4 separate regions of the Mus musculus genome follow, and all the other regions are linked to region 4. The links are chromatin contacts, called in public Micro-C and promoter capture Hi-C maps. All regions are on one chromosome and are shown on one strand. Each heading gives the region's core, a stretch centred on a gene start, on an enhancer-like site or on the middle of the called end of the contact. The rest is flanking DNA. Distances are from core to core; before and after follow the strand shown.

Region 1 (7,024 bases), core at 4,408-6,907, 1.5 Mb after region 4:
ATGCTCTTCCAGAGGACCCAGGTTCAATTCCCAGTGCCTACATGTTGGCTAGCAAGCGTCTGTAATTCCATTTCCAAAGGATCTAATCCTCCTTTCTAGACTCCACAGTCACTGAATGCAGAAGGTGTAAGCAAAACATAAAATAATTTTTTTTAATCTTAAAAATTACCCAAAGCTTTGAGGCTTTACCTGAAAGGCAGTGTCAAGAGTAAATCTAAGACAAAAATTTTAAGTTATTATATTAATTTATATAATATTATAATAGAATAAACTTAAATATAGTTGCTAAACATGATTGTTAGCAATATACATGCATTTAGAAGTTGCTAAATCAATCTAATTAGCATATGAATAACCCCACATAGTCCAGATCTCTTGAACTTACTCCCCCTGCCAGTTACATTCTGTGACAAGAATCTTGCTCTTCCCAAAGACCTTTGTAATGCCATCCTATGGTCTCTTTATGAAGTCAGTCATCGTGGATCCCACATAGACACGAGAGCTAAAGCATTGTTTGATGCCTGGATTATTTTACTTAATGGTAGCATCTTCTACTTCATCCACGTTGCTGCAAGAAAGAGTTATCCTTTTATGAGGCTGGCCGGTATTTTATGCCACGTCTTCCTGAGCCATCCAACAACTGATGGAAAATTTACATTATTCTATGTTCTGACCATTATAAAAAGCTACACAATGAACATGGGAATATAGACATCTCTTGAACATGCTGATTTACATCTTTTGGATATGGATGAAATTGATAAATAATATGGCACTCCTGTGTTTAATTTTTGAAGAGCATCCACATGGTTTTCCAGAATGGCTATATTAATTTACATTCCTTTCAGCATTATACATGAATTCTAATCTATTCACATCTTTGTCAATACTTTTCTCTCATCTTTTTGATAACAGCTATTCTAATGGTATGGGTGATGTCTTTTGGGATGACTAATATTCAGCTTAACAGATTTGGGGGGAAGCTCAGTTGAAAAACTGCCTCCATCTGATTAGCTGAGGACCTGCCTCTGCCCCGCCCACTGCTGTCCTTAGGCAGGTGGGTCTGGGCTGTATTAAAAAGGAGTAGCTGGTGTGAGCGGCAAACCACAAACCTCAGTCTCCATGGTCTCTGCTGCAGGTCCCTGCTGAATCCCTGCCTGACATCCTTGATGATGGGCTACAGCTGCAAGGTGAAGTGCACCCTCTCCTCCCCAGGTGGCTTTTGATCACGATGTTTATTAAAGCAGCAGAAAAACAAACCAGAATGCTCAATTTGCATTTCTGATGATTAGCTTTTTCATGGGCCTACTGGCTGTTCGTAAGTAAAAATATAATGTATTAAACAATCAAAAACTGTATGTGAGAGGCAATACATGAGTAGACTGGATATGATATCCAACCCAAGATGCATTGCGGATGACAAACATTGTCAGAAGGATCTTATTTCATGGACTCCACAGGGTCTGTTTTCTTTAAGTTAATGATTCTGAAAGTGGGTAGAGGCAGGCAGGCAGTGGCCTCTGACAGCCACAGTGTGCCAGGGAGCTGTCATGGTAAGGTTGTCACGGCCAGGCTTGGATGGACTTGGTCTCAGCTGTGCCTGTTGTGAGCTCTTTAATTGAGTTATGTGCGTTGTTGTGATTACATGTGATTTTAATTGCCACTTAAAATGTCTTTTAAAAGATTCCACTATGGTTTGGCATTGAAACAAGGAGTTACTGAACAAATAGAAAGGTATAGAATTCGAGCAGCAGGGTGGAATTTGGTATTCCTGGAGCAAAGGCCTGTTAGTGGGGTCATGGTTGGAATCCACCCTTTGGGGCTTGGGGGGGGTTGAAAAAAAACACATGTCTTACAAGACCTAAGAACAGAAGCTGTTATGTTTTATAGCTGGTATATATATATATATATATACATATATATATATATGTATATATATATATGCATATATGGCACACATGCACATATATTTATTACATGTCAAACAAAGCAAATAAAGACAAAAGACACTGCCAAGTCCTCAAGAATAGACGAAACGGATCAAGATGAGAGGCTGGTGGGATCAATTTAGCAATTTCACAGGGCTATAATTATAGCATTATGTCATAGATTGCACTACAATTTTATGTGCAAGCAATAAAGGAATGTGCTGTCAGTGCACATGCGAGGCAGGTATGGTGGCTCACGCCTGTAGTCCCAGCCACTCAGAAGTCAGAGAACAAGAGAGCCACATGATCCTAGGAGTTTAAGGACTGGACTAAAACCAATTCAAAATGGAGATCATCTTAAAATATTTCAAATAAAATTACAAGACTGTGGTTTCAAAAATATAATCAATACTAGAAGTACTAATTACATTAGACACTAGTAGAAACAATAACTGTCAGAAGACAATAGCAAGAGAAAAAGAAACTCAATCTAAGGATTACGTTTCTGAAGAAGAACTCAGAATGGGAAAGAGGAGCCACAACTGAATGTATAATAAAAGAGAACACTCCAGAAATCAACACTACAGGAAGCTGTGAACAGAGATATCAATAATTAAACAAGAGGTAGGTGTCACTGTTAGGCCTAGCTACTTAGGAGGCTAAGGAAAGTGGATAGTTTGAGCCCAGGCATTTGGGGCTAGCCTGGGCAACACAGAAAGGCCACCCACTTCAAAATGGGGGGGGGGTGTGTGAAGGAAGAAGAAGAGAAGTTAAAGAGGAGTCAAGGAAGAGTCATGTCCAGAAATATTCCAGCAAGTTTCTTCATTCTAAACAGCAGCAGTAATAAACAATTTCATGTACAACATGACCTGACAGAGACAGACAGAGGGAGGAGAGAAGAGAAGAAGGAGGAGAAGGGAGAGAAGGAGAAGGGGAAGGAGAAGAAGGAAGAGGAGGAAGAGCAGAAGAAGAAAGAAGAATACAATAAAAAAAGACATAAGGGAATAAAATCATACTGGCCCTGGTTCATTTCTCCAACAATAAAGCTAGTGACCTCTGACATGAAAAAGACACAGACCCAAGAATGTCCTCTCCATAGGCTCTAGTGTTTCAAAGGGAGCCACATTCAGAACGCCCGTCACTCACGTTTTCTTTAAATCACTTTGTTAATTTACACTCCAACTTCTCAAGTGATGAGTTGACATTAGGAAATTTAAAAGGAAGGAATGAAGGGAGGGAGGGAGGGAGAGAGAGAGAGAGAAAGAGAGAGAGAGAGAGGCGCAAGCATAAGCAATGGGCACGGGATCCATTCAATGTAGAGATCAGTCACGTGATTGTTAAAGCATGGTTACAAGACAGAATAATTTCAAAAACACGCTAGAATGGAAAGCCAAATAACACCAAAAAAAGTGATTAGCTAGAAACTCAGACCCTAAACACAATAACCTTCATGAAGGCAGGAGACACAGAGTACAGTGAAACCACACGGTTTCTTCATTCTACAGGGCTGAAAGGTAAAGACTATCAAACATCTTGATGCTTTAATAAAAGAAACGCTGTTTGGAAACTGCCTACATGTAATTTTTTATTTATTCTTTAGTAATTTTAGACATGCATACAAGGTGTTTAGATTATATTCACCCCATTCCCCTCAGACACAGACACACCAATGTACACACACACACACACACACACACACACACACACACCTACACCTCCCAAATTCACACCCTCTTCTTCTTTGTTTTTTTAACTAGTCCATTCAGTACTACCTGTGCATAAGTGTAAGGTGCCATTGCTGGACTCTAGTCAATGTACCATCGTGGCCACAACCTTGAATGCATTACATAGGAGAGCAGGGGCTGGTCTTTAAAGTAACACTTGGCCTCTGCAGTGAGGTACTCCCACCCAACAGACAAGAATATTTATATTTGTTATGAACAGAACATTAAGTTCCTTGAAGAAGTCTGCAAAGAACCCATCTCCAAGTGGTATTTAGGCCTTGCTGCCTGTGGTGGCTTGAATGTGCTTGACCCAGAGAGTGGCACTGTTAGGAAGTGGGGCCTTTTGGGAGTAGGTGCGTCCTTGTTGGAGGAATTGTGTCACTGTGGAGGTGGCCTTTGAGACCCTCCTCCTCGCTGCCTGGAAGATAGTCTTCTCCTGGCTGTCTTTGGATCAAGATGTAGAGCTCTCAGTAGAAGGATGTAGAGCCCCCTTCTCCAGAACCATGTCTTCTAGGGCACTGCCATGCTTCACGCCTTAATGATAACGGACTGAACCTCTGAACCTGTAAGCTAGCCCCAATTAAGCGTTGTCCTTTCTAAGAGATGCCTTGGTCGTGCCGGGCGTGGTGGCGCACACCTTTAATCCCAGCACTTGGGAGGCAGAGGCAGGCGGATTTCTGAGTTCGAGGCCAGCCTGGTCTACAGAGTGAGTTCCAAGACAGCCAGGGCTATACAGAGAAACCCTGTCTCAAAAAAAAAAAAAAATTGCCTTGGTCATGGTAGGATTTCACAGCAATGGAAACCCTAACTAAGACGCCGCCTATCGGTTCTTTCCATTCCTTCTCTGTAAAGATTCCTGAAGCTTGATTCCAAGGCTCAGCATTATCCTGGTCAGTGTGGGCCCTTCCACACCCATGGGCAGATCCACCTGATGCCAGATTCATGATGACCCATGTTCATCTTGTCCAGTGTCATCCCTAGCATATCTCACTCAGGCTATAGGGACAGCTCTCCACAGTAACTATGGTCACACACCAGAGAGCACTTAGGCAGACAGTACAAGAACCATCCTCCCAGGTAACATTTGTTCCCAATTTTACAAATGAGTCTGAGGAAAATTATTTTTCCCAATTACTATGATGAATGGCAGAGAAGAATCAATTTCTGGCTTAAAGTTCATTGGAGCCTACCATGCCATTTCCCTAATCCAAAAAGAGAGAGAGAAGAGAGAATAAGTCCATAATTTATTGAAGTATGAGAACAGAGACTGCCTTTTTCACAAACTAAATGAGAATAAAGCAAAGACACCAAACTAACCATCCTGTCCTCAGAGCTCACCAACCCCCCTAAACCTTCACAGATCCGATGGAGGCTCCTCCAGGGCAACCAGCTTTTTAATAAAAAGAATCCTGACCCTCCCAGGCAATGTGCTGGTCTTGGGTTTGCCTGGCAGGGACCAATTAAAGGACCGCCCATCCTATTAGCATCTGCAGTTTCTACACTAACCTTTCTCTTGCCTAGAATGGTTTGACTAAGCCTGAGAAATCTAAGCTCTAAGGAGTCTTAAAGAAAGGGCAGTATTTCTTTCTTTCTTTCTTTCTTTCTTTCTTTTTTTTTTTTTTTTTAATCTCCAGGGGTTTCTTTTTAATCTTTCTCCCCTGCCCCCCCTACCCCACATACACACAAACCAAACAAGTCTTCACACCACACCGAGGCAGCAGTGTACCAAGGACCCTGGCTAAGCCTGGGGGTACCTAGCTCCATGACTTGCTTCCCACAAATCATAAGGACTAAACCAGGGTGTGTCATGCCCCACGGATTGATCTAACTCCAGCTCCCAAGCCAGCCCCCTCCCAGACGCATCGGACTGCCTCACGTTGCACCTGAGACCGTCTTCGCCCCCAGGAACCCTTCTCCCTGCAGGGTCAGCCTAGCCCCATGCCCAGAAGAGGAGCCGCGCCCACCCGAGCCCTGGTGTTGTGGTCCTCCCTGCTGGGGCTGCACCCTGGCTGCTTATGGGCCGCTGCTGCCACCTGTCGGTTGCCTGTCTAGAGCAGCGCTCTCAAGGAGGCCCTGGCCCTGCAAGAAGACTTTACTTGTAGAAGCTTCCTGAAGAAGGAGACATCTTCCTGTCCTATCCAGGTCACTAGTGCTGCCCCTGCAAACTGGACTTGCAGATGTATGTGTTATGCCTAGCTTCTCCTGGGTTCCTTCCAGAGGCGTACCCCTCGCCCTTCTTAGCCCAGATCGATCCCTAAAGACCACACACCTGGCTCCCAGGTACCTCATAGCCACCAGGACCTACAAATCTGGGCAAGCTAGAAGCTAGCCCTTAGCTGAGACATCCTGGGGGCACAAAGAAATACAGGCAAAGGTCGTTTAAACCCAGATGCAAATGTCAGAATTCCCCAGAGCAGAAACCAAGAAGCTATTAATTAATAAACTAATTAATACTATCACAAGTTCCCCCAGGTATCCCCAACAGTAAGGCAGCTTGGAGACCCACAAGAGCAGTAGATCTAAATGACCTTTTTGACTCAAATACACGACTGTTCATCGTGTGTCTTATCTTCTGCGGTCTTCACAACAGCCTATAAAAAAATAAATATTAACCCTGCTTAATAGACAAGGAGCCAGACTTACGGAAATGCTAGGCACTGGAGGCTGTGCAACTGAAGTGGGCGGGGCCAGGAACAGAGCTTTACATATGCATGTTTATAACCCCAGTGCTGGGAAGGAGAGATAGGTGGCGCCGAGGCTCACACATATACACACACACCTGAGTCTATGGGGGAAAAAAAAAAAAAAAACAGACAGCAGCCTCTGCCCTTGGGATAAGAAAGATTTTCACCAACTTGCCCAGCAGCCTCTTTGGGTCTCCTACCTAGTTAAGCCTACTCTAAAGTCTGTATCCTAAAGACTGTGTAGCCACTAGAAGAAAAGAATACATGCAAACTGGAAGGGATGGTTTCGTTTCATTCTTAGTCACAGCTACTTTGGAATGGGGTGTGTGGCTAGTGAATCCTGCAGAGCTTCTCGGACCCTGGAAGTAAGTTAGACACTGGCTGCCTCCTTGGTTCCCATATTGACGTTCCAGGTTTCTAGCGCAGGCGCGCTGCTCTCTCTTTCTGTGGATGCAACGAAACCATAGGCTTCATGCCCTTGCGGCCGTGTTTTATCCACAAATTCCTTCTTCCTTACATTGCTCTCGTCTGGTGTTTAGTGAGAAAAGTGACCAGTACGCTGGCTTTCAGCAACCCCTGAAAAGTCAGCATCAAAAGTTATCAACTGAGTTTGAAAACTCAGGTATCAAAAGGAGCATGGATTCTGCCGCCGCGACCATACAGCGTCCTAAGCTGGTGAGTCATTTGC
Region 2 (6,859 bases), core at 1,904-4,403, 1.5 Mb before region 4:
CACAGAGAGAGAGAGAGAGAGAGAGAGAGAGAGAGACTAGGGCTTTGGTACTTCTGGCACTTCGCTCTAACACAAGTTGTGCCCAGATTGTAATTCTGATAAGTATTTCAGTTCTTTCTTGAAAAAAAAATTAAATTCACAAAACAATTGATTATCAGTTATAAATGGCAAAAACACCATCTGGTTTTTAAAATTGGTTCAATCCATGTAGCGAGGGGAAAATGCTGGAAGTTGTTCCTGGCGATGAGTTCTAGTCCGCGGAGCAGAAAATGACGCGCTTTACTATGAGAAAGCCAGGCTAGTCATAACTTGTACTTAGCGGCTGTGGGAATTTGATGCGCTCCTCACATGTTCCATATGTTAAAATGCTTGGTGACATCTTTGGTGTGAAAGTGGGGAGGGGGTGGAAGGGGAGTACGGTTAGGGGATAGAGGAACAACAGCTTGCTCTGTCCAGGAGTCTCACCTCTGGTTCTCAGGAAGATCCTGGTGTGGAAGAAGAGGCTATCAGTCCTCAGTTTCCATACCTGGTAAAACTGGATGGGCTAACTTCCTCAACTTCTCCATGGCAGGTGGCATTTCTGAGGAAATTTTTAAAGGCGTTTGCATTCTTCCAGTGAGGTAAGCCACACAGCATTGGCATTTCCTATAGAAATGTCCCATGTTGTTCTTTGCCAACTGGAAATTTGAGTAGGTGTTCATTTGATGTGCCAAGAGAATGAAGGGAGACGAAAACACTCCACATCTTCCAATGTCCCCCATACTGCGTGCTGAGAGTGGGAGGACTCGGGCCTGGCTAGATTCTCTTGGAGCCTCAGCCTCAGGAGCAATGCTTTTCCTTAGGAGTCTGCTGCAATCCTGTTATTTTCAAAAAACGTTTCTGGGTTGCTGGCATATTTTCACCTTATGTTAAAAATACAGCTCTCCTTTGCTTATTATTCATGCATCATGATGTGAAATGTATTCCTTCACTTAACACATATTTATTGAGGCACAGTGCAGCATCGTGGTTAGTTGTGAAGGCTCTGCCTCTCTGTCTGCAATTAGAAATTGTGATTTTTTTTAAAAGGCTGGTGCTTAATTTTTCTAACCATGCTATATTTAAAAAAATGGGGAAAATAAATAGTATCAATTTTGAAGGTAGTTTCAGAGACTAAAGAAGATTGTGCACAAGAATTTCTTGATAAGAACTCAAGGTCACAATAGTCCTTTGTTAACTATAAACTTGATATCAGCTCAAGGTCTTTATAGTAGCAGTACTATAAAGAATAGTGAATATTGTTGAGTGTCCGGCTCTGTACTGTTGTGGCTGACATATAGGATCTGACTTTGCAGTCCGTCCTGTCCTGTTGTCAGAATAAACAGTCTCTGAGTTTTTCATTCTGATTTTGGTAGAAATCTGCTTTGTATCACGTCTAATCTAGGTAGTTTCACTTCTGGCTTTTGCAGACTGGGCATTATCCTGGCGGTCACATGGTGTTGGTTTTCTGCCTCGTATACTGTGATTTGCCTACTGGAGCTTTCTCCACTTCTGGAGGACTGCTTGCAGTTCGTGCATTGGGGCCTGTAATTACAGAGCAGAAGATCCAGGGATGTGGAGACAGGGCAGTTTCGAAAATTAGTTTATGCATAATGGATAATATGAGGCTGCTTTAATGTGTAACTCATTTGATGGGTTGGCCGATCTTAACTTCCTTTTGATATTTATTTATTTATTTTTAATTTATTTGCAACATGAGGACAGAGGGCTTGGTACAGCTCTTCTAGACTATAGTTCAGATTCAGCAATTTACATTCAGTAATCTCTTGGTCATTTAGCCACATATAATTTGTCATGGTTTGTTTTAGCTGTTGTGATATTGATATTTATTATGCAAATTGTATTTCCTACATCTTATTGTTCTGCATTCTATGAATACTTAAATTATTATAAACCTTTACACTTAATACGGCTCGTCCTTCAATTTGATGCTTGAGCAACAGAGGGTCAGAGCACACACGGTCTTCTAGAGGGAAAGAAAATAAGTAATTAAAAGGCAGACAAACAAGAGAGCCGGCTGCCTTGTTGAAAAGAAATCAAAGATAATTTCGGGGAGGGAGGAAGTGTGTCCAGAGATGCATGCAAGTCCCGTCAGCGGGAGAACCTCTCTGAGACACAACTAAAGTGAGGACCTGTTGGTCTCTAGATGCCTTAGAAAGGACTGGAAGCATAGGAGAGAAGGGAATTGAACCGAGCCCTGGAAGAGGAACTCGACTGACTCTATCACTGCCTCGGTTCCCTACATTCCCTTCCCCACGACCCTGACCGGTAGATTTTTTTTTTTTTTGCTTTTGTGTGCGTGTAATCTTAAATATTCCATATTACTTATATGCTATAATCTACTAAACATGGGAAGGACACTTCCAACAAGCTGGGAAGCCTGAGCACACCCACCTTGATTTACCTTTCCCCAGAATCTACAGCCAAACATCCACTTGAAAATCCCAGAACCCCGACTCCACAGCTTCAGTCTTCCAACTATCCCCTAGTCTGCCGCTAGGCTGTTGAGCGGGCTCTCCTGCTCCGCCGGACGTGCAAAGCACGCATGCACTTCTCTCAGATTGTTTTGTCAATCCGGGGACCTGCATTCGCACTCTCCACTCCCGGGTTTCCCAAAGATCTTATTCCTTCGTGCAAGGTGAGGGAAAGGAAATTTTGTAACGTATGACTTCGATAGGCCGATGCCCACGCAGTGCCCCGGCCCAGGAATCTCGCGGTCAGACTCTCCGACCAGGAGTCCGCCGCGGCGAGTGGCGTAAAGGTTCCTAGTAAAGGTGCACGAAAGCGAGAGACCCGCCTCCTGAAGCCGCAACCCCCTCCCCAGCCACCGAGCCGGACGCGGGCCAGTACAGGTTCTCCTCCTTCGGGGAAGCGAGGCCGAATTTTAACGTAAACATATTTGCATAGGCCCCGCCCCTCGGCCCCGCCCCTAGGTGGCGCGGGCGCGCGGCCGAACGCTAGCGCCAGGGGGCGGGGTGGGGGAGGGGGCTAGTTCTCGGAGAGCCGGGTTGGGCTCGAGGTGCCACGATTGGTCGCTCCTGACTCCGCCTCCAGCGCATCTCATTAGCATCTCATTAGCTGTCCGCTCGGGCTCGGGAGGCAGCCACCGCCGCCAGTCTGAGGCAGGTGCCCGACATGGCGAGTGCTGTGCTGCCGAGCGGATCCCAGTGTGCGGCGGCAGCGGCTGTGGCGGCGGCGGCGGCGCCTCCAGGGCTCCGGCTCCGGCTCCTGCTGTTGCTCCTTTCGGCCGCGGCACTGATCCCCACAGGTAGGTTGTGGGCACCCGCGGATTGGTCCCGAAAACCCCCCCGGGCACCCCCAGGAGCCGTAGCTATGGAAGGGGGGACGTTTCCATGACAACCTTCCCCCACTTCCTAAATCCAAAGCGGCGGGAGCGTGGCAAGGAAAGTCGGGGCTGCGATGGAAGGGGCCGAGGGGTCGGCGCCCCTTCTCTCCTATCCGCCGGCTGCGGATGGGCGCCCTCAGGGATGGCTGCACCCACACCTCTTCTTCCTGGCGTAGCGCGGGGTGCTGAGTGGAGTGGGCTCGGGGCCGGGGGCTAGCGCGTGGGGGGAAGGGGAGCCCTCGGAGGCGCCCCGAACCTTCCGGACCCTCCGAAACTCGCTCTCGTCCCTGGAACTTGCAGGTCCTCCTGTGTCCCTGGGCTAAGCTTTCGCCCCCTCCGTTCCAGCTCGCCCCCCCGATCGATTCTCCATTCCCCGAAGCTTTCTCCTTCGCGGGTCCCCAGGACATCCCCACCGTCGTGTCCTCTTCCCGGCTTGCCCGCGCTCTGCAGCCAGGTCCCCCGCCCGAGAGCTCTGCACGCCTCTCGTGTTTCCCTCCAGCCGAACGCTGCCCCTCGGCCCCCTCCGCTAGGCTGCGGGTCGGCTTGGCTGGAATCCAGGCAGGGAAAGTTCCCGGCTCGGGGGCGGCCGCTCGTCGCCGCCGCTGCAGGAGGGCTCTTGGAGCCCGCAGGTTGTCCGCGCCACCGAGGCCTCTGCCGCGAGTGGGGATCCGGGATTTCCCGGCTGCGCGTCCTTCGGGCAAGCGGCCCGCAGGTGGTGGCGGGGGCGTTCGCGGCCTCTGCGGCCCGGCGTGCGCCCTGCGGGCCTCGGGGCGCTCCCCGCGTGGCCGGCCGTCTTGAGAATCTGCCCGGGTGGCGGCGGCTCGGCGAGCGCCGCGCCTTCCCTGAAGACGCCGAGCGCTTGGCAGGAGCCCCGCGTGTGGCTGCCCCGGTGCGGGGCGCGTTGGCGCGGTCGCGAAAGAAGAGGGCAGTGTTTGCATTTGCTAACAAAAGGGAGCCGGAGCTCTTCCCCACCGGAGAGGCCGGCCGCGCTGCGACCGCCTTCCCGCCACCTCGCCGCTCTTGCCCGCCGCACGGTGTCCCCGTGCTGCTGTACCGCCTGCCGCTGCCTCCTGGCGACCGGCGGGACCGAGCTGCACCGGGCGGTGGCGAGAGGGCTTCTGCGCGAGGGGATGCGCTAGGGCTCTGTGCCTGCAAAACCCCTCGCAGCTCCGAGCTGCAGGACCTGGGAGCAACAAGTGGTGGAGGATGCTGCGAGCTCATCCCCCACCTGCGGAGCCCCCAGCCCGGGAGGATGCAGCGCTGGGCCAGCCAGCCTGCGGTTCCGGGGGCGCCTTTCTGCTTGGGTTGTGTCTTTTGTTTACACGCTAGAGGACACATAGTTATGTAAACACCGCAGGAGACGTGCTGTTGGGGGGTGGGTGGGGGTGCTTGGGAGTGCTAGCTTCGGATTTTAGGGGATGCCAGGTTGGTTGATTTGACACCCCCACCCCCATTATAAAATAGGCTTGCGGAGGAACTCGGCTTGAAGAACCAATTGAGGTTCTAAGGGTGGGATCCTGGCAGCACCTTCCATTCCAGCTTGAGAATTTTGTCTTCCATGCTACGTTCTGTCTCCGGATGTTTATATGTTTTTCTTCTGTGAATTCTTAATTTATGAGTTACAAGATAATTAGGTTTAACCGAAGCCGGTGTGGTTACAACTTAATTTCTGGTGATGCCACTGACTGGAAGGGTTCGATAGAGTGTTCCCGAAAGAGATCCCTCGTGCTGCATTGTAAAAAGCGCCAGTGTCAGTTAAACGTGAGCGTGAGTAAAGGCTGGGTAACTGGCGCATTACAGAGGCAACAATAGACTTGTATTGGCTGCAGAACCAAGGGTGGGGGAGGGAAGCGCTGGCCCGGGATATTGCTTTTCGACTAAAAATGGGAGCCATGCAATGCCACTAAACCAGCAGAGTAGGATTAGATTCTGCCTCCCTTGTCAAGCCTGCTCATTGAAGGCTCTGGGTAGTAACAACACTACTATATTTGTACTATCTCTGGATGAGAAGTTGCCTTCCCGACGAGGGATGTGTGCTGACTTAGGAACGGTCTGGAACTCAACCGTGCATGTCAAAGCTACAAGAAAATTCTGTTGCCAGTTACCATGGAAGCAGCTTCTTGCTCTTGTGTACATCCCTGTTTGTTCGCCGCTTATCAGATTGTGTTCAAATTAGAAAGTAATTGGGCTTGATTTGTAGCGAGGGAATGAGATGACTTTCTTTAATGTCGTGAGTGTGGTGTGTGTGTATGTATGTTTATATGTGTGTGTATATGTATGTATGCACGCATGGATGTATGTATGTATACAGTTTGAGAGAGAGTCTTAGCAAAGCCCTAGATTCCAAACCACAGGGATCAATTTCAGGTGGACTCCTTAGGACTTCTTTCCCTCAGATGTTAAGTTAAAGCTTTCTCAGGGAAAGCTTTCTCTGCTTCTCATTCCTTGCCTTTAAAGAAACCTGTTGGTGCTACCTTCTAACTTCATTACGTTTGTTTCATTCGAATCCTTGCTGAGCGAGCCAAGTCCCGCTATTGTGTATTGGGTTCCTGGTTCTGTTTGCCTTTGTAACTGAATTCTTTCTCCCTGTTCCCCATCCCTCACCCCCATCTCAGAGAAAATCTACTCCCATCTCTCCTGTGGTGTTTGGATGAAACAGACCTGTATGAAGTGCATCCAAAATAGGATTGCCTGCACGTTGTTAATCACTCCTGTCAGGTTTAGAGTGCAGGCATGCTGCTGTTTGGGATCCTGAAGGGACCTGTAGTAGTCCAACCCGCTCTTACTCTTTTTAGGATTAGAGAAGATGGCTGATGGGTGGGGGGTTTGTGAAGGTGGCAGTTAGTCCTGGCTTGCTGTAGTCGACTGGGGCTTGCATACCGGGGACAGGGACTTTGCAAAAGTGACGCCCTGCTATTGTTGCCATTCCTGCATAAAATTGAATAGTCACAGTAGGGACTTGCACTTGCCTGTGATAGCTTCGATAAAATATCCCTCATTAATGCCACTTTATATTTACAGTGTGTCACTGGAGACGCACAAGGCTTCATTTAGTGACTTGTGTGACGAGACAAGCTTGCATTATTTGCCCCGGACATTTTGGAGGAACAAGAGACCCATTGAGCAATCTTTTGAAATGAACAAATACGAAAAAGGGGGGAATAAAAGAGCAGGCAGTTCTCTGGAACAAAGAGCTTTATTCATATGGATGTTGTACATGCTTTATCCAGTTTTCCCCAGTGGCTTTCCTGGTGAAGGGGTATCGGGCAGGGAAGATGATAACTTACAGGGCACTGGGGCTTCCTCTCTTACTTCCTGACTTCCTATTCTTACCGGAGTTGGTCCCTTACTCACTACCTGCATCTCTGTCTCTCCACTCCCTCCAAAGCCCCAACGGCTCTCTCTCAGGTTTCAAAGGAGATTTTTGAAATCTTTGCCGCCATTGTTGGCTCTCATCTGAAGACACTGCGTGGT
Region 3 (7,327 bases), core at 4,660-7,159, 1.5 Mb after region 4:
GTAGGACCCCCACACTTAGCAAGCTCAAGACCCTAGCTTTAACTCCTAGCCCCTACCTACCCCAAAAAAACATGGAAACTAAAGTTTAAGTAGGTTTAAAAAAAAAACAATGTTAAATACAACACTGGATACTAAGCCTTGCCGTGGTCAATCACCCCAGCTCCCTGCATAGCACACAGAACAAACAAAAATGTTTTATTGAGATGAAATTCTCAGGCCATAAAATTCACCCTGGTGGGCTTTGATTCATTCCAGGGCTTAGATGTCATCACTATTCCAGAACATCTTGGTCACTTCCAAAGCAGCAGCAGCCAATTCACACTCACTTCACTTCCTTCTCACACCTTCCCCCCAGGTCTGGCACAGCTTCCTGCTTCCTGCATCTGCAGAGTTGCCTATTCTGGACCTTTCACATAAGGCAGATTAGACAGTGCGTGACCTTCTGAGTCCACTTCTTTCACAGAGTGCAATCTATCCAAGGTCTCTCTGATGGCAGTTCGGGAATCCATACTTCATTCCTGTTTTGAAGTGACAGTCCATTGTAAAAGTAGACCACATTTTCTTTATTCAAAGTCGATTTGGAGCTACTGTTACAATTCTTTTATAAACAGTTGTGTAGAGATTTTTGTGGGGAGTCAAGGTTTTTATTCCTTTAGATAAATACCCAGGAGTGGGGTTCCTGGGCCATACAGTAGTGACTCTGTTTAGTTGATTAGATGCCAAACAGTTTCAAAAGGCAGCTACATCATTTTATATTCTTGCGAGAAATGCACAAGTGTTCCAGGGAAGGTTTCAATACCATTCCAACAATTGAGTCCCCGTTACCCATCTTAGGGTTACAATTGTGCCCAAATCCGGGTCCAGCCATCCACCTGCAATAAGACAAATTAAAAATAAAATTAAAAGTACATATTAGAAAGGGATGATTACTTACCAAGACCATATTGAAAACACAAACTTGGGGGGCAATGACTCTCCTTGTCTCTCTTCCCAATGTGACTACATTGAATAAATCTCCTTTGCCTATTTTCCATTTTTAATTAGCTCTTATTGGCTTATTGAAGGCAGGTGGCCAGACCTGACGTGGGGCTCAGGCTGTCTGCTCCCAAGTTTGGTACCATTATTGCTGTGTCTGCAGTGCAGGATGCCCCTGTGGGTTTCATTTGTGTTTCTCCAATGACTAATGCTTCTGAGTGCCCTTCTACATATGGAATACAACTCTCTTGGAAGAAAGTGTTCAAACTCTCTGCCCATCTATAGACACCCACATACAGAGAGAGAGAGAGAGAGAGAGAGAGAGAGAGAGAGAGAGAGAGAGAGATTTATAGGTATCAGGTATATAAGATTCATTAATATTTTCTCCAATTATGTGAGCTATCTTTTCTTTCCTTTACAGTGTCCTTTGTAAAGCAAACATTTCAGTTCTGATAAAGTTCACTCTTCTTCTTCTTCTTCTTCTTCTTCTTCTTCTTCTTCTTCTTCTTCTTCTTCTTCTTCTTCTTCTCCTACCTTTTCTTGGGCAGCACATCTAAGGAGCTATCGTCCCAACCAAGGCCAGAAAGGTGACACATTTCCTACAAGTTTTCTAGTTTTACATTTAGATTCAAGTTTGGTCCATCAAGAGTTAACGTTTATGGCAGGACCTCATTCTTTTGCATACGAATATCCAATTATTAACAACATGAAAAACATTGTTCTTCCTCCATTGAACTCTTTTGCTCCCTTCCTTAAAACACCAGTTGGCTGGGGTCTGGTTACATGACTCCGTGGTACAGCACTTACCCAGCCTGTTCAAACCCTGGGTGTAAGTCTGAAAACCAGAAACTACTGAGTAAGTAATCTGCTCATAAACACAGGACTTACTTCTTCTGCATTGGCCTGTGTGGCCTTTCATAGGCCATTACCACCCTGCCCCATTGTAGCTTTGTAGTGAGTTTTCAAATCAGAGAGTGTGAATACTGCTTTGTTTTGTTTTTTCCCAGACCATTTTGGCTGTTCTGGGTAGTTGCCGTTTTCACTATATAAACCTTACACCCCGCTTGTTAACTCTATTCAGGTCAGCAATCTTAAAGTTTATCGATACTCCCTACAGTCAGTTGAAATCTGTTTTTCCAATCTTAGTAGTTTTTAAACAACTTATCAGGAGTTGTCTTAGTCAGTGTTCTATTGCTGTGAAGAGACACCATGACCATGGCAACTCTTACAGTTTCAGAGTTCTAGTCTATTCTCTTCATGGCAGAGAGCAAGGCTTCACAGAGGTGCTGGAGAGTAGCTGAGAGTTCTACATCTGGATTGGCAGGCAGTAGGAAGAAAGAGACAATGGGCCTGGTTTGAGTGTCTGAAACCTCAAAGCCTACCCCCAGTGTCACACTTCCTTCAACAAGGCCACACCCCCTAATCCAGGTCAAAGAAGCACCACTCCCTAATGACCAAGCATTTAACTGTGTAAGACTATGGGGCCATTCCTAGTCAAACTGCCACAGGGACAGTCTATGGTGGAGCATGTCTTTAATCTCCCCCACTCAGGAGGCAGAAACAAGTAATCTCTGGGAACTCAAGGCCAGCCAGGGCTATAAAATAAGATCCTATCTCAAAAATTAATTAATTTAATTTACTATTGGACTTTTAACAGCAGAATTTCTATTGGTTTGCTTATATTTTTAAAACATTTCTGTCTCTTTATGATTACTCTTTATTGCTCAGAACCAACATTACATACCTTCCTTTAACTCTTTAGACACAATTCCTAATCCTTTAAATACACTAATATACTATCTACTAAATCCAATAACTGGATTCATCAAGTACAGTTTCTGTTTACTGCTAAATTTTTCCTTCTTTCTGGACCTTTTTTTTAAAACATATGTACTGTAGTTTTGTTTGGTTGGTTGGTTTTGGTTTTGTTGTGTTTTGTTGTGTTTTGTTTTGTTTTGTTTTGTTTTGTTTTTCCAGTGCTGAGACTCAAACTCAAGTTCTTGTGTAAATCAGACATACATTCTATCAATCAGTGAGCTACACTCCCAGCCCCCATCTCGGAACTCTCTGTTGAAGACTGAACATTCAAAAACTATGATGCATCAACTCTAAACTCTGACTTCCTCCACCCTCTGCAGCTGTTGTCTGCTGTTGCTGCTATCGCTATTGGCTACTGAGTTTCTGAAATTGATTCTATGAGACTCAATTCCTTAGCACTTGTACCCCCCCCACCCCCACCCAGTCTCCATTTAGTTAACTTAGGTGTGGTCTAGTGAACAGACAGAAGAAATTCCCTTCAGTCTTTTAAATGAGAATCCTCCCCAGGCTTCTCTGTATGCTTCCCTCCCTCTGTATTTGGGGTATGTCTTCTGTGGCCAGCCAGGCTGTTATATGACTGTAACCTTAGCCTCCTCTTCCTGTTTGTGACACTTGTCTCAACCAGAGTCAAAGGTGAGAGGGATTTTCTCGGCGCTTCCCTAGTCACATGTATGCACACAACCTAGCTTCCCAGGGACTTGTTGCAGCATTCAAAACTCTTTTATATGTTTTTTAAAAATTCAATCTCTTGGTCCCACATGGAGTCACTGTCTGGTAACAATGCTTAAAATTCCCACTGACTATCTTTGACCAACACTCTATTAATAACATACAGAAAATTCAGAATCCAGTCAAAAGGATTGATTGTAAATTCTAAGAAAGCAACTTTACAAACAGATTCCAGGAAGGTCACACAGATCATCCCCCAGAGACTTACGTGACCATTTTAGGAGACTTCTCTCCTTGATCTTTCCATTAGGTACAGTCTTCTGGTCTCCATAGTTGCTGTAGTAGATTTGTCAATTTCAGTGGCCGCCATGGAGATGAGGTTAGAGAGTGGGTCCAGACAAGCTAAGTAAGATGCTACTGTCACCGTTTCCAATGACACTCAGCCACTCTTTTTTTTTTTTTTTTTTAATGTTTCCAGATTATTTGAAAACCTTTGGTTAATCCCTAAAAGTTTCTGAAAGGCAGATTTTGACCACTATTGTGGATATTCCCACTGCTAATGTTAGACAGATTTTCCAGAGTTCCTCAACCCAAGACCCTATGTTTCTCTTAAGGGGACACTTAAAAATATAACTGTGATTCAGGTCCTATAAATGCTTCATCAGGTAAAGGGTATTTGCCACCAAGCTTGATGACCTGAGTTCAAGTCCCAGAACCCACATGGAGGAAGGAAAGAACCAATTCCCACGAGTTCTCCTCTGATCTACACACACATACACACACATGCACACACATGCACACACATATACAAACACATAAACACACATACACACACATACACACACACATATACACACACTGGGGGGGGGCGCATACACAAATTAACTAAAAATTTAAAAGCTATTGCCTTGGTTCAATAATATTTTTATTTCTTTTCTATTTACAAAGTAGCCTCCTTCTCCCTCATCTCCTTTAGTGGGTAATTTATAACATTTTAGGAGAGGTTGGGATATGAAAAAATTATTTCCCAACTTTAAAAAATCATTTCCCTGTGCTCTGGTACTATGGAGGGAAGTTTCAGGAACAATGTGGACCTAAATGTTTCTTTCCAAATAAATACATAAAACTGTAGGTGCTGCAAATGTGTCTCCATCGGTAAAACCTGCCTAGCTTTTAGGAAGTTCTGGATTCAGTCACCAGTGCCGGTTTCAACTGGTTGTGATGGTGCACGTTGTAATCCCAAACGTTGGGATGTTGAAGCTGGAGGAACAGAAGTTCAAGGTCACAGCTATGACTCAGTGGTTAAGAGCTAAACTGCCCTTGTAGAGGACAGGCGGACCATTCTCAGAACCATCCATAAATGCTGATAACTCCAGTTCTAGGAGATCTGGTGCCTCTGGACTTCCAGGGCAACTGCTCTCCAATGCAGATGCCACACCCACCCACACAAACGTGGAGTAAAGAAATAAAATACATCTTGAGTGTGGTTGTACACACCTTTAATCCCAGCATTCGGGAAGCAGAGCTGCATGGCAAGTTTCAGGCCAGCCAAGGCTACATAGTGAGAACCTGTCTCAAAAATTAAATTATACATATATATATATGTGCGTGTGTGCGTGTGTATGTGTGAATTCAAGGTTCTACGAATGTACAGAGAACTAACTCAAGGCAAGCATGGAGTGCATTGGACCCTCTGTCTAAAGAATAAATAAGTAAGGCACGTGTCTAGGCTGTGACTGAAGACATTTACCAATATACCTAACAGCCTGAGTTCAATCCTAAAGGCCCCATGTAATGGAAGGAAAGAAAGGACTCCTGAAAGTAGTTGTTCTCTGACCTCCTGCTGCACACACACACACACACACACACACAGTGGCCTCTGCAACCTCCTCCTATCTCCCTGACCCACACACAAAATCAACAAATGTAATTTAAAAATAGGTAAATAAATTTCCAGTCTTTCCAGCTCTAGGCTAGTCATGAGATGAGGAGGAAACTGGAGTCACATCAGAAACAGCTCTGCAATGTTCTGAGATAAAAAGGGCACCCAAGCCTGAGTTTCTGACAGAGGAAAGCACGCCTTCCAAGCAGACCACCTACGTGGTAATTACTCAACTGTGGACTTCCACTTATTTAGGACTTCCACTTATTTAGGGCGTGTTTAGCACTCCTCACCAGCCTTTCCCACTTCTTCAGATAGCAGGTGCTGAGACGGGGGTCCGTGTCAAATAATTTGGCCAGAACTCTTCTTGAGCAAAACTGGAATTGGTAGAGGATCGTTGGTCACAAAAGTGGAGGCTGGGTGATTCATCCAGGTAATGTCTTGAGCCAAATTCCAGAAGGCAATGTTTTCAGGAGGGAGGGAGGGAGGGTGATTTGCATGCATGACCTCACCCAGAAGCTCCAGCCCCAGAGCATATAAACAGGAGCCTGTCACACCTAGTCTTACTACTGCCAGGCCCTGCAACCCAAACAGCCCGGGACCATGCTGTCGCTCCGCTCCTTGCTTCCACACCTGGGACTGTTCCTGTGCCTGGCTCTGCACTTATCCCCCTCCCTCTCTGCCAGTGATAATGGGTCCTGCGTGGTCCTTGATAACATCTACACCTCCGACATCTTGGAAATCAGCACTATGGCTAACGTCTCTGGTGGGGATGTAACCTATACAGGTATGTCAAAGGCGCTCATTCTGTTGCCCCTTTGTTCTCGGTGGAGCTTGAATCAGACTTTCCTACGGTCCGTATGTGTGTGTGGACAGGATGGAAAGTGGGGAGTGGTGACTGATAGGTGGCAGCGTGGACCCGGAGGACTTTTTCTCTAGTTTCCTGTCCGTAACTGAATCGCAGGTGGGGTAAACTGAGCCCCAGGCAGATCACACCCTGGCAACATAAGGCTGTGTTAAGCGGACATTGTTTATTTTTGAGGGAATTCTTGCAGTCTACTGTCCTTTTACAGCCACTTGACAGAATGACTGTACCCTGCGGGACGCCAGGAAGGATAACTTGAGCTTAGTGTATGGGAAAAGCCAAGTTAAACTAGAGGAAGATATCAGTAGCCCGCCTTGTATGTGAGGGGCCTGAAAGGCAGAGGTGTTGCCTGACTTGATGGAGACCCCTTGCCAGCAAGGAGTAGAAGATCTTTGAGTCCTGGTTGTTCAATCTTAATCTAATGGTTTTTTTCTTAGAAGTATCTGGAAAGTATTTCATAACTTTCCCTTATGGGATTCAACAAACCTACAAGTTAAAAACACGCTTTCTAATTAGTCAAACCTGTTAGTCAAGAAATATGCTTTCCTACCAAGCTTCATATATCTATTTGGTTTTTTTTTAAAGCAACTTCAGTTGATTTTTAAATTTTTTTTATTATTATAAGTGTGTACACCCTTATGGTGTGTGCATGTGTGTGCACACAGTCATGCGCATGACCCCTCACTCTTGCGCAGGCCGGAAGGAGTTGTGGAGTTGCTGCTCTCCTTCCACGAGCATGTGGGTCTGAGACTCACCAGGTTTCCATAGCAAGTGCCTTTACTCTCTCACCTGCCCACCCCACCTCCCCCACAGCCACCTGCTTGCTCCAGATAGAGTGCTGTGGGAACAGAGGCACTCTATGTACATCTGCATTATAATGCTAACATGACTTACATCTAAGGGGGAAATGCCATTATTAACCTCCATTATCCAGGGGAGAAAGAAGGCATACAGAAGTAAAGTTTTTACCCAAGGTCACTAGAACGCAACAGAATTAATATTTGAACCTAAGGAACTTAGCCAAAAGCCAGCCAGCCTTCTTAGCTCCTACGCCACCCTTCCTCTCTTAGTCTAAGCAAACTTTGCAGAGGTCACTATGGTGACTGCGTGCGCGTGAT
Region 4 (7,070 bases), core at 2,429-4,928:
CAAACTCACAGCCGTTCTCCTGCCTCAGTCTCCCGAGTGCTGGGATTATAGGCATACACAGCCACACCTGGCCCTCCCTTCATTCTCATTCTCCCCTCTCTTCCCTGTTTTGTTTTGAGACAGGGTTTCTCTGTGTAGCTCTTGCTGTCCTGGAACTTGAACTGTAGACCAGGCTGGTCTTGAACTCATAGAGATCCACCCACCTCTGCTTCCTGAGTGCTGGAACTGAAGGTATGGGCCACTCTGTCTAGCTTCCTCCAGCTCTCTGGGACTGTCATACATGTGTATTGTGTATTTTGATTAAAGTAAGGATTCCAAAGTCCAACTTGGCAAACAAATGAGTTTTAATGAGGTTACTTATATACAGGAGCAGGAATGAGTCAGAGAGAGTTGTTATCACCAAAGTCCATCCCAGCATGAGTGACAGTCCAGTAAAGCTCAAAACTTGAAGTACACTGCATAACTTGCAGGCTTCTTGGCAGGCTGCAGTGGGTCTCTTGCAGGTAGCTTGGCTGGTCTGAGCCTTTTTTTGGGGGGGGGGGGTTTCTCTGTATAGCTCTGGCTGTCCTGGAACTCACTTTGTAGACCATCACTCAGAAATCCACCTGCCTCTGCCTCCCAAGTGCCTGAGCCTCTTTCCAGGCAGCTCAGTTTATCTCAGCAGTCCTGTTTATATGTTTGGGGAGGGTGGGTCCTAGTGACTTCCAGGACTAGTGACTTCCTGGACTACCAGAAGCCTTTGAGTTGTTTATTTCCTTAGCACAAGGTGCTACCTTCCAAAGTGGGTTAAATTTGGAGGAAATTGCTACAGGACAGTGACCTACTGAGATTCAACCGGGCTGCTTACACAAGCCTAAGGATTACTTAGTGATGCACGAACAACTTAACTGTGGCTATACCACTTAAGAAAATGGGGCTACAATCACAAAGGAACTCATACAATATGTACTCACTGATAAGTGGATATTAGCCCAGAAACTTAGGATACCCAAGATATAAGATACAATTTGCTAAACGCATGAAACTCAAGAAGAACGAAGACCAAAGTGTGGACACTTTGCCCCTTCTTAGAATTGGGAACAAAACACCCATGGAAGGAGTTACAGAGACAAAATTTGGAGCTGTGATGAAAGGATGGCCCATCTAGTGATTGCCATATCCTGGGATCCATCCCATAATCAGCTTCCAAACGCTGACACCATTGCATACACTAGCAAGATTTTGCTGAAAGGACCCAGATATAGCTGTCTCTTGTGAGACTATGCCGGAGCCTAGCAAACACAGAAGTGGATGCTCACAGTCAGCTATTGGATGGATCACAGGGCCCCCAATGGAGGAGCTAGAGAAAGTACCCAAGGAGCTAAAGGGAAATGCAACCCTATAGGTGGAACAACAATATGAACTAACCAGTACCCCGGAGCTCTTGTCTCTAGCTGCGTATGTATCAAAAGATGGCCTAGTCGGCCATCACTGGAAAGAGAGGCCCATTGGACTTGCAAACTTTATATGCCCCAGTACAGGGGAACGCCAGGGCCCAAAAGAGGGAGTGGGTGGGTAGGGGAGTGGGGGTGGGTGGGTATGGGGGACTTTTGGGATAGCATTGGAAATGTAAATGAGGAAGATACCAAATAAAAATTTAAAAAAAAAAAAGAAAGAAAATGGGGCTAGAGAGACCGCTCAGTGGTTAAAGGCATACACTGCCCTTGTTGAGGCCCCGAGTTTGAGTCTCAGCACCCACATAAACGGTTTACTACTGGCGAGGCTTAGGAATTCAAGTTTCTTGTACTGACTTCTTTTGTTCTGTGATTTGGCTCTCCTGTGTGTACAGACACTGGACACACCTGCCTTTGATTGTATAATCAGTAATAACTTAATCAGTCTCTCTATAATTTTCTATTACTTTTTAAAACTTTATGTATAGGAGTGCTCTATCTGCATGTACAACTGAATACCAGAAGAGGGTAATAGACGGTAGATGGTTGTGAGCCACCATGTGGTTGCTGGGAATTCAACTCAGGACTCTTGTGAGTGCCCGACTCGCCAGCAAAGCAGATACCACAACAGGATCCTTCTGCACACGTTTATTGGGAGAGCTTGATTGCAGAGGCAAAAAGACCCCCACACCCAGAACTGTTGCTGCTTATATAGGCCTAGGAGAGGCGTGTCTCACACCCAGATTGGTTATGCTTTCCACCTCATTTGCATGTTCCTCATCTGATTGGCTATTCTCTCTCAGTACCTCACTGAGCCTCATTATCATACCTCATTTGCATGCCCCCCATCTGATTGGTTATTCTCTCAGTATCTCATGGAGCCTCATTATCATGCCCGGGCGAGGCAGTGACTTGGTGAAAAACTTTACTGCATATGTACACATTGGTTGTTTACCCAAACTTATGCGTGGTGGCCAGCGCCACCCTGCAACGGCACATGTGGCTTCCCACACACAGGACCTCTGGAAGAGCAGCCAGTGCTTTTTAATGCTCTTAACTACTGAGGCATCTCTCCAGGGCCCTCCCATTCTAATTTTATCAAGTCTAATGGTTCTGTCTTCAGAGAATCCTGACAAGGATGGACCTGATAGACACAGGTCCCAAATTTATTCCACATAGGAGACTAAGGCAGAAGTATAGAAAGTTCAAAGCCAGCCTGGGGAACTTAATGAGATCATCTCAAAGTGTTAAGTTTAACATGGCAGTAAAGACTTACCATCATTTGACCAGGTGGAGGCAGAGGACCAAGAATTTAAGGCCAACCACGGCTACACAGTCTGAGGCAAGTCCAATCCACGTGACATCCTGTTTCAAAAAAAACCCAAACCAATATCACCAACAATAAGAACCCTCTTCCCAAACATTAAAAGGGGTGGTAGGTGGCTTAGTGCATGAGCTAGAGTCAACACAGCTTATTACACACATGGCCTGAAAACGGGAATTTGGAACATGGGGCAACTGTTCAGGATTAAGACACGATGCTGAGCTCTGTGAAGGTCCTGGCCATTCAGTTGTCTTTATACAAACCACTCGAGTCAGTCTACGTTTCTCTTCGCGTCCCCAGATTAGGAAATGGCTAAGAGGTCTGGTGGGAAAATCTGTCAGCAGAAGGAACCCAGCAGCCTTACCAAGCTTATGGGGAGCTGGGGGCAGGCTGGACGCAGATGCAAGGCTCAGCAAGCGCGGGATGGAGTAAAAAAGGAGTCTTGGAAACCCAGAGGCCTCACCGCCCACTTCCTGGGCACCTAAGGCGGAAATAGCAACAGCTGGCGAGGCGACGCTGACCCCTTAGTTTGTGCCCGGCTGCGGTCACGTGGGCCAGAGCACGCGAAGACGCCCCGCCTCCGGCTCACGCAAACCAGGGGCGGGCGCGTGGGTGACGCCTCTGGCGCACGCTGCGGGCGTGAGCAGAGTGTATGGGCGGGGCCACCGGGGCTCTAAATTGGCGTGGGCGGAGCCTTGGGAGAGGGAACCTCGGCTGTGTGGGTGGGGCATGTAGGCGGGGTCTCCGGCGCAAGCCGCAAGATGGGTGGGAGTCGGCTGGCGGGGGTGGGGCATCCAGCGAACGCCGTGGGAGGAGCCTCTGCCGCGTGCTGTGGGTGGGGAGTGTTGGGAGCGGGCTGGCGTGGGCGGGGCTTCCATCGCGCGCCGCGGGCGGGGGCGGGACGTGTGGGCGGTGCCTCCCGGTGCTCCCGGGCTTCGGGGGCGGTGGTGGTGGCGGTGGCGACCGCGGCGAAGACGACAACGAGAGTGGGGCTACACGCGGAGGGACACCACGGCCATGACTGCGGAGCTGCAGCAGGACGACTCGGCGGGGGCGGCGGACGGCCATGGCTCGGTGAGCGGCGGGTGAGGGTAGCGGGGCCCGGGTTCCGGCTGAGAGGGGCGCGGCGGGCCAAGCGGGCGAGGGCCGACAGAGGCCGGGGCCTGCGGGCTAGGGCGAGAGCAACCCGGTCTTCCCGGGACTTTGCGAGGCTGGGTCCGCGAGCCTGTGTGAGGTTGCCTGGGTGTATAAGCCAGCTAAGGTTCCGAGCGGGATTGTGGGACCCGGTGCTAGGGACCCTAACGGGAGGGGTTGCACGTGAGATCGTAGGCAGCGAGGTCACCCCGAAGTGTGCACCGGGCCCGACCCAGCAGCTAAAAACTTCCCAAAAGCACGGCCACGGTGCCTTGTTCTGACTCTCAAATCAGTTTTATGGCAGTGGCTTCTCTGAGGCTAACGCAGACTTAAGTTATCTCACTTAAAGCCGGCGTTTATCAACAAAGTGCAAAAAAGACCCGGAGCCCCACTCCTCCCTTTTCCCGCCCCGCTTTTCATTCAGTTCTTTTTTTCCCTCGGAAACAAATCAGCTTCCCGAATTATCTCATTGATCACTGTAGGTTTTGAAGGAGGGGAGAGAAAAGCACAATGAATAGAAGGCACTTTACTATGTTCCTAGTAATATAAAAAGGTTGAAAAATATTACAAGGCTCTTAGGGCTTAGATGGTGGGCCTTTAGTAACACTGATTTGGAAAAAAAATCAAAAGGCTCATAATGTCTTTTAAAGAAACTTGGGAAGTGGGCAATTTGAGACTGTCATCCAGTTTTACTTTGGAATGTTATAACGTAACACAACATCCTCGTCCCTCAAGAACTGCACTTTTTAAATGACAAAATGGAAAACCTATACCAAGGATTCAAATACCGAGTTTGCAGTCGAGAAAATTTATAAAATATTTAGAATAAAAATTTGAGATACTGCTAAGAAAAACTCTATAATTAAATTCTATAATTAATGTCTTCTATAGTTAAATTTTAATAATTTGAGGTGCTGAGGATCAAGCCTAGGGCCTATCGCATGAGATAATCAAGCACTACACCCCCAGACTACAAGTTTAAAACATAGCAGGCTCTTTAAAATTCATGTAGAAAAAGATATCTCTAAGTCTTGGCCTGTAAAATGAAAGTAGGTGGATTTTTTTTTTTTTTTTTTTTTGGCGATCAGATAAAAATTGTTTATTACTCAACAGTGTCTTTTGGACATTGGGTCTGTATTTTTCTCTGTTTTCCTCCCCACAAGTCTACTTGTGTTGGGGACAGTGACTTATAAACAGGTGGTGAGATTTGGTTTTGAGACAGTCATATTGATACTATTTTGAGGGAGAGCAAGTCATATTTAAATTTGTTCTGGGCCCGTCATTTAAGACCACATGCCTTTCGATCAGTGGTATTTTCATTTACCTCTGTCACAGGCTGCTGAGGAGTGACCGGTAGTTGAGCACTCTCTATTTGAGGGTTTGCATGTAAGGTGTTTGAGCATTGTGTATAAAGTCAGAGCTATTTTGGGAAGGTTTGGCACTCCCAGGCTGTGGCTAGCTGCAGTAGCCTGATTCTGGGCGGGCGACCTGCGGAGTGATGACATTTACTGGTTAGTATTCCCAGAGATTTTGCCCCAGGCTGACAGATGATAAGCTTTGAAGGCTTGATAGCCCGTTGCCCTTTTTTCTCAGGTCAGGATAAAATGCTTGAGGCATGGGTTACCTTGAAGGTGTGGGTGCTGCATAACTTTGACATTTCATGAGAGTATTAATAACTTCTTCCTCTTGATAAGCTCCGTGTAGGACGGATTCTTTCTTTTGACTTCACAAGGCTTTCTCCTTTCCCTTAAAAGATGTTTAATATAGTTGAGAGGAGCTATCCTCCCCCGACACTCAGGAGCTATTTAAAACTTGCCACGTTTTCCCTTCCCCAGTTGGTCATTTGTACAAAGGACAGACAAAACTATGTATAGGCTCTCCAGGATTTCAGTGAGGGCTCTGGAACCCGAGCCGACACTTGGTTATCTTTGAATCCCCCAGACTGGTGAGTTAAGGACACCTTCCTGTGTTTTAATCAGTTCTCACCTTAGGTAAAAACCTGCTGGGAAGTTTTCTGTTGGAGTAGGAGAAACAGCTTGAAGTCAGTTTGCTTCTTAGGAACCTGATGCCCTTGACTCGTTGGGGGAGGATTCAGGACACACAATCCCCTCCCCCGCTCTCCCACTTGGAACCCAGGGCCTCTGCATTCTAGGCAAGTGCTGCTTCCTCACTGAGCTTTGTTGTGCTGGCTGTTTCGGTTGGTTCTGATTTTCCTTCGAGGTATCTTTGTGGTTTTTGGTTTGGTTTGGTTTTTGAGACCAAGGCTGGCCTGGAACTTGGGAGTTAGTCATCCTGCCTTAGTCTCCCAGGTGTACTTAACTCCTGTCAGGTTGTGAATTTTTTTTTTTTTTTTTTTTTGAGTGTTAGAAAGTTGTAATCTGGCTCCCCAACTCTCCTGCTCTTTGAGCCACAGTTATTGTGCACACAGAGAGTGCTGTATTTTGAGCTCGTAAACAGATAATCTCTTATCAGGTGGCCCGGTGCATTCTGTTTCATCAAAATGACTTTTTGTGTAGGTGTTTTTGAGACAGGTTTTCTTGTAGCCCAGACTGACCTTCAACTTTGTAGGGGAGGATGACCTTGACCCTTGAGGCTCCTGTGTCTGTTTTCTAACTGCTGTATATAGGCTTGGGCTACAGTACCTTATTATAATCAAAGACATTTAAAATAATGCCAACACTACAAGTAATAACTAACACACACACACACACACACACACATACACACACACACACAGAGACACATGGTCTCCCTGTAACCCAGGCTGCGCTCCTGAGTGCTGGGATTACAAACTTGGTCCTCCTACCCAGGTTCCTCCTCTCAGCCCTTTAGTGTTAGGCACAGCCTTGGCTTGTTAGACATCACTTTCCACCTTGTTAGAGACACTGTCCCCTGCATGTGGCAGGCTAGCTGGCCCTGGCCCTTCTAGGGATTCTCTGCCTCCCACCCCTCTGTAGCAGGAGTGCTTGGATGACATTGCTGTTGTGTGTCCGGCTTTTATGTGGGTTCTTGGGAATCGAACTCAGGTCCTTATGCTTGTGGGGCAAGTGCTTTTATAGTGATAAGCCATCTCACACTCCCCTTTAAATTTATTTGTTTACTTTTATTTGTGTGTGTGCCTTCATGTGTTTATGGGCACAGTGCCTGTGTGCGTGCGCGCTGTTCCTGGAGAGGTCATT

Evidence for each region. Promoter capture Hi-C pulls out the DNA fragments that hold promoters and counts their contacts. A called contact is a pair of places that touch in the nucleus more often than the background predicts.
Region 1: a contact with region 4 is called in a promoter capture Hi-C map of hippocampal neurons, with 5 times the contacts expected there. The contact joins the enhancer-like site here to the promoter of Usp28 in region 4. A contact is called at or near these places in 3 of 39 promoter capture datasets (cranial neural crest, embryonic stem cells and hippocampal neurons), 2 of 115 datasets of contacts at active chromatin or transcription factors (astrocytes and forebrain) and 1 of 9 other capture datasets (embryonic stem cells).
Region 2: a Micro-C map of embryonic stem cells shows a contact between it and region 4, with 5 times the contacts expected there. The contact joins the promoter of Cadm1 here to the promoter of Usp28 in region 4. A contact is called at or near these places in 2 of 39 promoter capture datasets (hippocampal neurons and liver), 3 of 484 Hi-C or Micro-C datasets (all in embryonic stem cells) and 1 of 115 datasets of contacts at active chromatin or transcription factors (astrocytes).
Region 3: a promoter capture Hi-C map of embryonic stem cells shows a contact between it and region 4, with 5 times the contacts expected there. The contact joins the promoter of Plet1 here to the promoter of Usp28 in region 4. A contact is called at or near these places in 4 of 39 promoter capture datasets (the 3T3-L1 cell line, embryonic stem cells, hippocampal neurons and 1 more) and 1 of 115 datasets of contacts at active chromatin or transcription factors (embryonic stem cells).

Annotation. Positions count from the first base shown.
Region 1 is chr9:50,432,599-50,439,622 of GRCm38.p6, forward strand. No RefSeq gene overlaps it. Among named protein-coding and RNA genes, the nearest start is that of Gm38579, 44 kb to the left of the region's middle. Within about 2 kb of position 5,658, at least 42 of the 459 cell types and tissues checked have an H3K27ac peak or open chromatin away from gene starts, as enhancers often do. A contact at or near this core is called in forebrain and hippocampal neurons, where this site is marked.
Region 2 is chr9:47,527,199-47,534,057 of GRCm38.p6, forward strand. It overlaps Cadm1 (cell adhesion molecule 1), which reads left to right and starts at 3,154. Exons shown (of 11, transcript NM_207675.2): 1 at 3,154-3,307. The coding sequence starts at 3,175.
Region 3 is chr9:50,488,616-50,495,942 of GRCm38.p6, forward strand. Plet1 (placenta expressed transcript 1) reads left to right here and starts at 5,910. Exons shown (of 4, transcript NM_029639.2): 1 at 5,910-6,131. The coding sequence starts at 5,948. It overlaps Plet1os (placenta expressed transcript 1, opposite strand), which reads right to left. Exons shown (of 3, transcript NR_040714.2): 3 at 184-872.
Region 4 is chr9:48,981,707-48,988,776 of GRCm38.p6, forward strand. It overlaps Usp28 (ubiquitin specific peptidase 28), which reads left to right and starts at 3,679. Exons shown (of 25, transcript NM_001359739.1): 1 at 3,679-3,831. The coding sequence starts at 3,775. It overlaps Gm51673 (a long non-coding RNA gene), which reads right to left and starts at 3,423. Exons shown (of 3, transcript XR_003948157.1): 1 at 3,122-3,423; 2 at 2,710-2,798.